3 separate regions of the Sus scrofa genome follow, and regions 1 and 2 are each linked to region 3. Evidence: chromatin contacts called from public HiChIP or PLAC-seq data. All regions are on one chromosome and are shown on one strand. Each heading gives the region's core, a stretch centred on a gene start, on an enhancer-like site or on the middle of the called end of the contact. The rest is flanking DNA. Distances are from core to core; before and after follow the strand shown. Region 1 has its middle 130 kb from the start of TANK. Region 2 has its middle 150 kb from the start of TANK. Region 3 overlaps RBMS1 (RNA-binding motif, single-stranded-interacting protein 1).

Region 1 (3,313 bases), core at 307-2,806, 510 kb after region 3:
TAGATTCAAAATCAAGATGAAAAGGAGGAGGAGTGCTTCTTCTCCCTCTACCAGTGCAGTTTATCCTGCCCACCAAAAGAAAGTGCCCCAACCAGGCCCCACCCCTCATGAGATTTCCATTCTCAGACCCTGCATCTAAACCTTCAGGGCCAAACTGCTCAAGGTGAGGATAAGCTTTTCTCACATTTTTTTTCTTTTGCTTTTTAGGGCCATACCCTCGACATATGGAAGTTCCCAGGCTAGAGGTCAAATCAGAGCTGAAGCTGCTGGGCTCTACCACAGCCACAGCAAAGCTGGATCTGAGCACACTACACCTCAGCTCAAGGCAATGGCACATCCTTAGCCCACTGAGCAAGGCCAGGGATTGAACCAAGTGTCCTCATGGATGCTAGCTGGGTTCGTTACCACTGAGCCATGACAGGAACTCCCTTTTTTCACATTTTACAGAATAAATTAGAACAAGAAATATATGGCTTAAACAACACGTTTGTATAAGGAAGAATTTCCTAATTGGGTGTTTCAACCCTAAAACATTGACAGGATATTCCTCTGCGCTCCTTTCAGACTAAGGCTGAGAATGTTAAGTCGTGCAACAAAACTACATAATAGAGGAAAGGGAAACACATTTTGTGCTTAGATGCCATTATTATGTTATGTCACTTATACACTGTGCCCTGAGAGGGAGGCATTAATGTACTCATTTTACAGATGAGGAAACAATAACTTTCTCAAATTCATACATTTTAAAATAGAAAATCAAAGGTCTAGCCAAAGCTGTCAGATATCAAAGTTCATGAATTTTCCAGTACAGCAATTCATCCAAATAGAGCCATGTCTAATTCCACAATTCCATTCTCTAAGCCCCTTATCTAGCACCATAGACCCTTTAATTCTTTGTCAATAAGCCAATATTTGCCAAGACTTTGCTTCTTGAAAAATATTAGAGATTCTAAAATACCTTGGGAAATAGAAATGAATGCTTGGGGGGGGGAGCAAAATTAAAATAAAATAACTGTCTAAGTAAAATCTCTGGTGTAACAACATCCTTTGGTCTGACATGAGTGACAGGATATGGGAAACAGCTTCCTGAAAACTGTCTCAGCCCCAGATACCGGATCTGTTTCATAAAAATGGGGAAGAAATGAGGAACTAAGCAGGGATGTGGAAAGTCCTGACCAATTGGTAATTGTCCTCAACTTTACATTCAGTGTGAATGCTGACAAATTCTCGGAAATCCCATCTTGTCAATGGAGATCTTGAGAGGTCAGCAATCAAGTTCACATACACTGGTGCAGAAATTCTTCTGATCAGCTCGTCCCGCTGTGGCTCTTGAGTTCTAGGATATGGAATAAACAGATGTGGCTCCATTTAAGAAGGCCCCAAGTCCACATTTACATAAACAGGACTTTCTTATGTCATCTCGGAACTAAGATACTCTTCTGAAAATTTGGTAAGCCAGTATTTAAGATCTCTGTAAAAGGATGTACCCTCATTGACTGCCCATCCCCCTCCAACTCCATCCTTGATTGGCTTCCAGATATGGCCGTTTCTCTCCAGGGCAAATACGTGGTCACAGGATGCTAAGTCCTACTCCCTTACCCCTGGCACACATCACTGATTATAGTGCTCTTTCCAGTTGAGGCCAGATGCAGCCTCAGAATCCTTCCCAGCATGGCTCCAGGCAACCACTACCAATCATTTTGGAGCATCCATTCAAAAGGAAATTGATTTTGCTAAATTGTCCTAGAGACTTCCCTATACTATTTCAAAACCCCTTGTCAGATGTTTTTGTGTGCCCATCCTCCCAGAATCTGAACCACTATTGATAGAAACATCCAACAGAAGATGAAAGAAGAGCTTTGTAAATTACTACCTTTAAAAAAAAAAAAGACAGGAATAATTTACTCAAGCATTCAACAATGACAAAAAAAAGCATGCTTCTGTGTTCTAGGCACTGTACTATTCTTTACAAAGAAGAGTATGACATTTCTTACTTTTAAGATGCTCACAATCTAAATAGAGACAGGGAAATCATGATGTGTTCTCTAAGAGCTACACCTCAATCAGCAAAACCAAAAGGAGGCACAACCCTTATCTACACACACACACACACACACACACACACACACACACACACACACTTCACTTCCATACATTCTCACCTGACTACCTGAGGAAACTCATCCCTCTTTGTTTCTCAAATATTATTCTTGTTTCAGAAAGTTACTTGGGCTGACTGGAATACACAGAAACTAGGCAATATGTGGTCCTTGATTAATTAACACAAGATTCAGTAAAGAGTTCCACTTGGCTTTCCAGTTTTTCAGATTTTTCTCCTGACTTCTTGAAACTTCAGTAGGAAAATTTTTTTCTCAGACCAAATACTTTAGTTTCCAGTATAGCCAATTTTGACTAATTACTAAAGCAGTCCTAGCAATCTTTAAGTATACATGAGTAACTGGGGATTTATAAACATGTAGATTTTTATTTATGAGGGTTAGGATTTATGCCCTGTCTCTTAGCTTTTTTCCATTTATTTATCTCTTTGTGCTGTATTTTGAGAAATTTTGAGAGTTGGTTTTACAGTTCAGTGAATAAATACAGGGGCTCTCTTTGAATTCAAGACCAGTTCTGTGGCTTTGAGTAATTATTTATTTTATCTTTGCCTTGGTTTCCTAAAGTGGGAATATATAATTCTTGTAAGAATTAAAGGAGATAATACATGGTAAATGCTTGAACAATGCCTGGCACATAGTAAGCACTCAATACATATTAGATGATATTAGTATTTCCTCAACTTAATTTTTTATTTGATAACTCATTCTTTAGTTAGGTCCAGTCCATTATGTTTAGTTTTATTGTTTCAACAATCTTGTTTTTCATTAAGTTGATTCTTTTCCATTGTATCCCATTCTAGAGTCATAGCATCTTATTCTTATTTCATAAGTTTTTGTTCTTGTTTTATAGATACTTTCACTTCTTTATCTCATCAAAATTATTAAATATAATCACAGTTTTCATCACACAAAATTGCTACATTTTCCTTACTTTCTCAGATTTAAATTCTTTCTTTTATTGTGTTTCCCCTTTATATAGGGAGGGTTATAGCTATGAATTCATCATGGTCATGAGATGCTTCAAGTCTCTGTGCTGGATTACCATTTCCACATACAAAGTTTGAGCAGGGCATAATGCAGGTGCACAGACTTGCTAAGGTAACTGTAGAGAGGACCCCTTGCCAGGAGAGACAGTTCCAGACCCTTTTCCTGCAGGAGAAACACACTCTAGCCCTTGGGTTTAACACAGGTGCTGC
Region 2 (3,591 bases), core at 309-2,808, 490 kb after region 3:
TGGATACTAAGTGACCCAAGCAACAGGATTATCAAGTTAAGAAATAAAATGAACAGACATTTATTGAGCATCCTGGGTGATGACAATACAGTGAACACATATGCATTCCTCACACAACTCTTTAGAAAGTAGCGTTGTCTCTATCTAGGTTTCTAATAGCAGTACTAATTATTGAGCACTTACTATTTGATAAGTACTCTTCTAAGCACTTCACATATGGTAGCTTATTTAAATCTTACAACACCTCTATAAAGTGGATTCTGCTATTACCCCCATTTTTCAGTGGAGGAAACTGACTTTTTATGAAGTCCTCTTCCCTCATTTCTGCATCCTAATAACAGTAACAACAACAACAACAATAATAATAATAGTTTGCTTTCATTGAACTCATGTGCCAGGCACTATTCTAAGCACTCCTTTTCCAGACAAAGAACCTGAGGCACAAAAAAGTGACCTTCCCAAAGACAGCCAGCCAGCAATAGACAGAGCTAGCATTCAAACTCTAGTCTGGCTAGAGAGCCCATACCCAGCCATGCTTTCTAACTGCCACAAGTTCTAGCCTCCAGCTTAGGGAATAATTATTGATTCTGTGGGCCCTAGTTTCTGTGGATGCCCACCTCTAGTCTAACGGATTCCTTTTCTTTCCTCTTCTCAAGCTCCATTTCCATACCAGGCTGCAGGGGTGGCCCCCACGTTTCCACAAGCATCTGTATGCTCAGCTTATGCTGCATGTGGGTCCTGGGTTACAATGTGCCTGGCCACCCTTGCTCTGTCCCAGTTCCCAGCTTCCCGGACCACACAAGGTCACACCAGTTGCTCAGGGGCTCTCAGATGCATTTACAATCATAGACACAATAGGCCTGGCAGCCCTGCTGGCTTGCAGAGGAACTGGGCAGTATCACATTTCAAATATTGCCTCTGAGTAATGCTGAGACCATTCAGAGCCCGGTTAAAAAAACACAGTCACGACTCTCCTCGGGACACGGGCTGTTGATTTTGTTAGGTGAGATCACTTGAGGAATATAAAACGCAAGAGAAAGAGTGGCAAAAAGGAAAAACAATAGGTTGGTAGAAAGGGTCATACAAAAGTCAGGAAGCGGTGAAGGAACAGCCTGGCCACAGCGTTCCATTCAGTTTAAACCTAGGGTTTAAGCGGTTAAGGAAAAATCAATCCGTACTTGTTTCAATTCCTTCCCAACTATAAAACGTTTACTTGCATGGTGGCTTTGTGTGTGTGTGTGTGTGTGTGTGTGTGTGTGTGTATCAACTATGACTTAAAAAACCTGACAGTAGCCAAACGCTCAGCACACACACAGCAAAGGTTTTGTGTTCAAAGCACACACCGTCCATACAGCTAAGCATCTATTGATGCTGGGCTTTTAATGTTATGCAAGACTTTTTCCTTCCTTTACTGGCCACTGAGTGACTGTGCTGATTCAACATTTTATAGATGCATAAATTTCCCTTTAGAGGCTGTGCCGAGAATGTGTGCCTCCCTGGGCCAGTTTCTTATTGAAATCAGATGATGCAGGCAGTCTCTCTTGCATTTCAGTGAGAGGCTGCCCCCTAGTGAATATTTTCAGCTATACACTAAACCGACAAATTTATTGTTGCAAACACTGCAGAGGTTTCTCCACACAAACGAGAAACGTCCTTCAGTTGTCAAGGAAGTGACAGTGTTGTGTAATTTAACCATCAATCAGATGTTGCTTTCCTTTCAACTTCCCCCAGCCTATTTTTGGTAGGTTTCAGTGTTCTGTAAAGTTTTCTTTGATAATTCAAGATGTCTCTGATTTTTAAAAATACACACAATGATATATTCTTTTTTAAGCCAATAAAAATATTTTCATGGAACTAAGGGTAAGGGGTTGATGATCAGCATCCTTTCCTGTTCTGACAGTGAGTTGTACATGTATTTCATTTCATTTCCACTTATTTTATTTGACTATTTGGCGATAGTTTTCCTAGCTGGGATAATTACATAGAGCAAAAAAATTTGCTTTTGGAAGGTAACTATAGGAGTTCCCGTCATGGTGCAGTGGTTAACGAATCCGACTAGGAACCATGAGGTTGCAGGTTCGATCCCTGGCCTTGCTCAGTAGGTTAAGGATCCGGCATTGCCGTGAGCTGTGGTGTAGGTCGCAGACGCAGCTCGGATCCCGCATTGCTCTGGCTCTTTCGTAGGCCGGTGGCTAAGGCTCCAATTCGACCCCTAGCCTGGGAACCTCCATATGCCGCTGGAGCGGCCCAAAAGAAATAGCAAAAAGACAAAAAAATAATAAAAAATAGAAGGTAACTGTATCAGCATAATCAGTACTTTTTAGTGTTGAAAGCCTCAATTTTAAATTAACATCTAATTTTTATCCTCATGCAGTTCTAGGAGATACTTCAGATGAAGCATTTTGTATAGTGATGAGCCTTAAAAGCAGTTACTACTATTATTTCAGAATTATCTATTTTATACAAAAAAAATTTTTTAATGGCTAAGTCCACGGCATATGAAAGTTCCCAGGTCAGGAACTGAATCTGAGCCACAACTGTGGCAGCACCGGATCCTTTAACCCACTGCTCCAGGCCAGGGATAAAACCTTCACCTCTGAAGCAATCTGAGCCACTGCAGTTGGATTCTTAACCCACTGTGCCACAACAAGAACTCCAGACAAAAATTACTTTGAATGTTAAACAAGAATACAGTTAGTGTTTTGTCTACAGGTTATTTCTCCATTGTTGTACAGAAGTGAAATAGTTACCATGACAATGTTAAACATTCTCTCCATTAAAAGTTAGTATTTAGAAACTCGAAAATAGTGCAAATTTGTCATACTTTGCTATTTGATTTCTCCATGTCCCACCTCTCTCATCCATCTAACAGCTATAGAAGAAATACAATGCTGTCTGAGTTAACCTTTTTGAAATTTGTAAGACTTAAAGGTGAAAAATCCAATGACTGTGAACAATTGTTATAACATCTGTGTTCTTGGAAACTCACCTGTCTCTGCTCCTCTGCGATCTAATTTTGTACAGATGTCATCCGAAATTAGAATCAAAAGGTGCTCTTCGTTTTATTCTGGTGATTCTTCCATGGATTTTAGAATAAAAGAATCAAAGTTCTTTTAGTTTCTCCTACTCATGTAAACTAATGAATAACCTCCATTTTGTAGGTAGCTGAGAATTAATTTGTGTGAAACTATGAACAAGGCTGTGGAAGAAGTATTAGTATTTTCCCTTTAGAGATAATGAGATTTGGCTCAGAGAAGTTGTGTCACTTTTCCAAGGACACACAGCTCTTTATTGGCACCAGAATTCAAACCTTGGCCAACTGAAGCCAAGCCCTGTGCCCTTCCTCGTCAAAGTCACTCTACATCCTTCTCTTGGCTTGTTGTTTATTAAATCTTAGAGACACAGGCCATGCTGTCCCCATTTGAAGAGAGAAAATTACATTAAGAAAGAATCAAAAGTCAGTAAGTACATACAAACGTCAGCATTTCTCCACGAAGTCTATTCAGATGTTCTAAATTAAGGGAAGCTACTCTCATTGATCCTTGGGAAGAATGAAGGAGAGCCATCCCTAAGGAAGGAAGGACTGGTAAA
Region 3 (3,249 bases), core at 550-3,049:
TTCTCCCAGTGGCAAAACAGTCTCTAAATTCCAAGCAAATAATTTACACTCAAAAAATGTTGGATATAATCTATTCATAAATTAGCTACTGCCCTGCTCTTGAGGAAGTTAATACAATTCAAGGCTCATTCAAATTTCTGGCATATGATTCTCTGTAAGTTAAATTTCTTTTCCTCTGTTTTTCTATAAAAATAGGTACATGAGTCCTTATTCTTTTCAACCAACAAAATCATGAAAGGGTGCTATACGAATTAAAATGTCAAGATTTTGGTTTTGCTTTGGTTCTATTATACTTGAATCTGTAACTGTAGATCAAATTCTACAACACCATTAAGGAGAGACAAGTATCTGGGAAACCAGGAGAAAAAGGGAAGCTCCCTTTTGCATTTATTGTGGATTATTCCTTTTCTAAATTACCTGGATGGATGCCTCAATCCTCTACCTTCTTTCATTGTGGAAATCTAGTATTGGAGCCTGTTAGTCTCCATTCCTATAGCAAGCCTGTAAGAAAATAAGAGCTTATTTTCAGGACACTTTCAGATAATTCAGTGAATTATAATAAAATTACAAATTACAAAAGATAATAGTCATTGGTTTTTGCCATTACAGTTTACCTAGAGAAATAGAAGTGAACATAATCAACTACTGTATATGATCAAACTATGTGCAAAGGGTAAGTGCCATCGTGAGGAAGGGTGGGGCAGATGTGGTGTGGAAATGACTGATCACATCTACCTCTTGCTACATGACTTGGGAAGAGACAGAAAGTACTTAGGAAATCAACAGAACCTGTGGAAAATTACAGCCAACCCCCCCCCAAAAAAACCCCTCCAAATCATGAAAAAAAAAATTCAAACTTGGAATAACTATCTCTTTCCCATGAGTAAAAATCAACTGCTCAAATGAAAGTTTTGATAGCACAGGGTGAACAACTATACCTTGGAGGAACAAAACCCTCATATAAGCCAAGAATGACAAAAGGTCTAAGACATTCCTAAACGTCTGGGAGACACACTCAATGTCTATCCATAATCTGGGATCCACAGCACAAATGAGGATTTAAGGCATTCCAAATACAGAAGGAAAAAAACAATAAAAATGTCCTTTCTCTTTAGTTGCTAAGATTACCATTAAGGTATTTTATTTCACCTGAAGAAGGGGATAATAGAATAATTAATGACACCCTTTAAGCAAACGAGGATGCGGAAAAGCTTTTTATTCTCCACTAAAATAAGGTTCACACAAGAAAATCTAGAATAAAAAGTGAACTTTTACTTAGCTGAGTATGTATGAAGGTGAACTTTCCAGCAAAAGAATATTTAGTTAAGAGTATTGCAGTTGGCTACATAAGGAGGTTAGAAAAATTCCCCAGCCTAACTGTCCTTAAGAATGACTAGCTTGGGAGTGCCCGTCATGGCCCAGCGGTTAATGAACCTAACGAACCGACTAGCCTCCATAAGGACAAGGGATTGATCCCTAGCCTCACTCAGTGGGTTAAGGATCCAGCATTGCCGTGAGCTGTGGTGTAGGTTGCAGACACAGCTTGGATCCTGTGTTGCTGTGGCTCTGGTGCAGGCTGGCAGCTACAGCTCTGATTGGACCCCTAGCCTGGGCACCTCCATATGCTGCAGGTGTGGCCCTAGAGAGACAAAAAGACAAAAAGCAAAAAACAAACAAAAAAAAGAATGACTAATTCTGGGTTATCTAATACACTTAACACATGGGACAAACTGATGACAGACCTGTGGCAAATTGATACTCCCCAAGCTAAGAGAAGGCAAATGAGAAAATTCTGATGTTGTCATGACAATATGACTGATCATGACATCAGCAATTCCTAGTTCCAAACTATAAAGAACACTCCCAGCATGCTGACAACATATTAGAGAGATCCTCTGAGAACCACCCTTCCTTCACCTCCCAATTTAATATTTGATCTAGTGGCAGATGTGATGATATTTCAACTAAAGGATTATTAAATGTTAAAATCCTGTGAAATACTTCCAAGTTGGAGGAAGCACCAGGAGAAAGAAGTAGATAACTTCTGAAGACATTCTGCAGTCTTACATATTATATTATATTATTATTATATTATATTATGTTACAGTACATTATATTGTTATGTTTTATTATATTATTAAAGTGTTACAATCCACAATCTCAGGGGAAGAGACAGGGCAGGCATTCTCAGCTTTTTTGAGCAGGAGAGAGAGCCTCAGGTAGGATAAAAAACTTGACCTAGGTCATAAGGCAGCACCTCAAGGTTGGAAAGAATTATTAAAAAGCCATTCTCCACGCCTGGCATATAATAATCACCCAAGAAATATTTCAATAATAGAATGAATGCTACTGTCTCTCTCCTTGGCCACCATGATGAATAATAAATTCACTGAACCTATCTACATGTAGCCATTTCTATTAGAAGATTCTTTGTTAAACGGCCTCCGAATCTGAACCTATTCATTACATTCCTACCCTGGGACTAGAGTCTATGTCTTCTGTAGATTGTATACAGCTTTTCTCTGTATTCTGCACTGTCCAACTCATAAAAGTGAGCATAGAGTCACCTTATTTTGAGCCTTAACACTTTTGTAAGATTGCTTAAACAGTATGTAAATCTCTAATGAGTTAACCCATTGTCCTACATGTAGTAGGCTTTGTTGGAGGCATGAATGGCTGAGGAGAGGTAGCTTTTTACACACACACACACACACACACACACACACACACACACACACGATGGAAATGATGATTTGCATCCTCTTTTCAAAACGATGATTACATGAAATTAGAAAGAGCTGAATGTAAGAAATGGAGTGATCAAATAATAAAAAGTACACTTAACAGATTCTATTAAACATGGTGAATTTGCATCCTAATCTTTAGATCACTTGGGATCCTAAGAGGGGTTGTAATAAATGTTACATTTGTTATTACTTATTAAAGTAATGGGGTTCCATGAGCAAATGGGTTTCTCTCTTGACCTCAACTATTACTGTCATAATAAATATTCTTGCTCTACTTTTTGGGGAAAAGAGGTATGTCCCATAAATCTCTCTGAGATCAGTCTCCTATAAATATCTGGATATAAGCTATGTCCTACAATCTAAGATGCCACTGATTATAATATGCTTGACAATTACTGAGATGTTAACATTTGAAAAAATGGATAACTGTAATTATAAGACATCACAAATGATAAGATGCATCCTGATTTCAGTGATGCTGAAATGTGAAAAAAATGAGTCA

The links. HiChIP or PLAC-seq counts read pairs in DNA pulled down with a chosen protein or histone mark.
Region 1: an H3K27ac HiChIP or PLAC-seq map of alveolar macrophages shows a contact between it and region 3. The contact joins two enhancer-like sites. A contact is called at or near these places in 1 of 47 Hi-C or Micro-C datasets (fibroblasts) and 1 of 2 datasets of contacts at active chromatin or transcription factors (alveolar macrophages).
Region 2: a contact with region 3 is called in an H3K27ac HiChIP or PLAC-seq map of alveolar macrophages, with 7 times the contacts expected there. The contact joins two enhancer-like sites. A contact is called at or near these places in 2 of 47 Hi-C or Micro-C datasets (embryonic fibroblasts and fibroblasts) and 2 of 2 datasets of contacts at active chromatin or transcription factors (alveolar macrophages and skeletal muscle).

Annotation. Positions count from the first base shown.
Region 1 is chr15:67,838,950-67,842,262 of Sscrofa11.1, forward strand. No RefSeq gene overlaps it. Among named protein-coding and RNA genes, the nearest start is that of TANK, 130 kb to the right of the region's middle. Within about 2 kb of position 1,557, at least 2 of the 83 cell types and tissues checked have an H3K27ac peak or open chromatin away from gene starts, as enhancers often do. A contact at or near this core is called in alveolar macrophages, where this site is marked.
Region 2 is chr15:67,815,558-67,819,148 of Sscrofa11.1, forward strand. No RefSeq gene overlaps it. Among named protein-coding and RNA genes, the nearest start is that of TANK, 150 kb to the right of the region's middle. Within about 2 kb of position 1,559, at least 33 of the 83 cell types and tissues checked have an H3K27ac peak or open chromatin away from gene starts, as enhancers often do. A contact at or near this core is called in alveolar macrophages, where this site is marked.
Region 3 is chr15:67,327,187-67,330,435 of Sscrofa11.1, forward strand. The region is part of intron 1 of RBMS1 (RNA-binding motif, single-stranded-interacting protein 1); the gene reads right to left. Among named protein-coding and RNA genes, the nearest start is that of RBMS1, 81 kb to the right of the region's middle. Within about 2 kb of position 1,800, at least 5 of the 83 cell types and tissues checked have an H3K27ac peak or open chromatin away from gene starts, as enhancers often do. A contact at or near this core is called in alveolar macrophages, where this site is marked.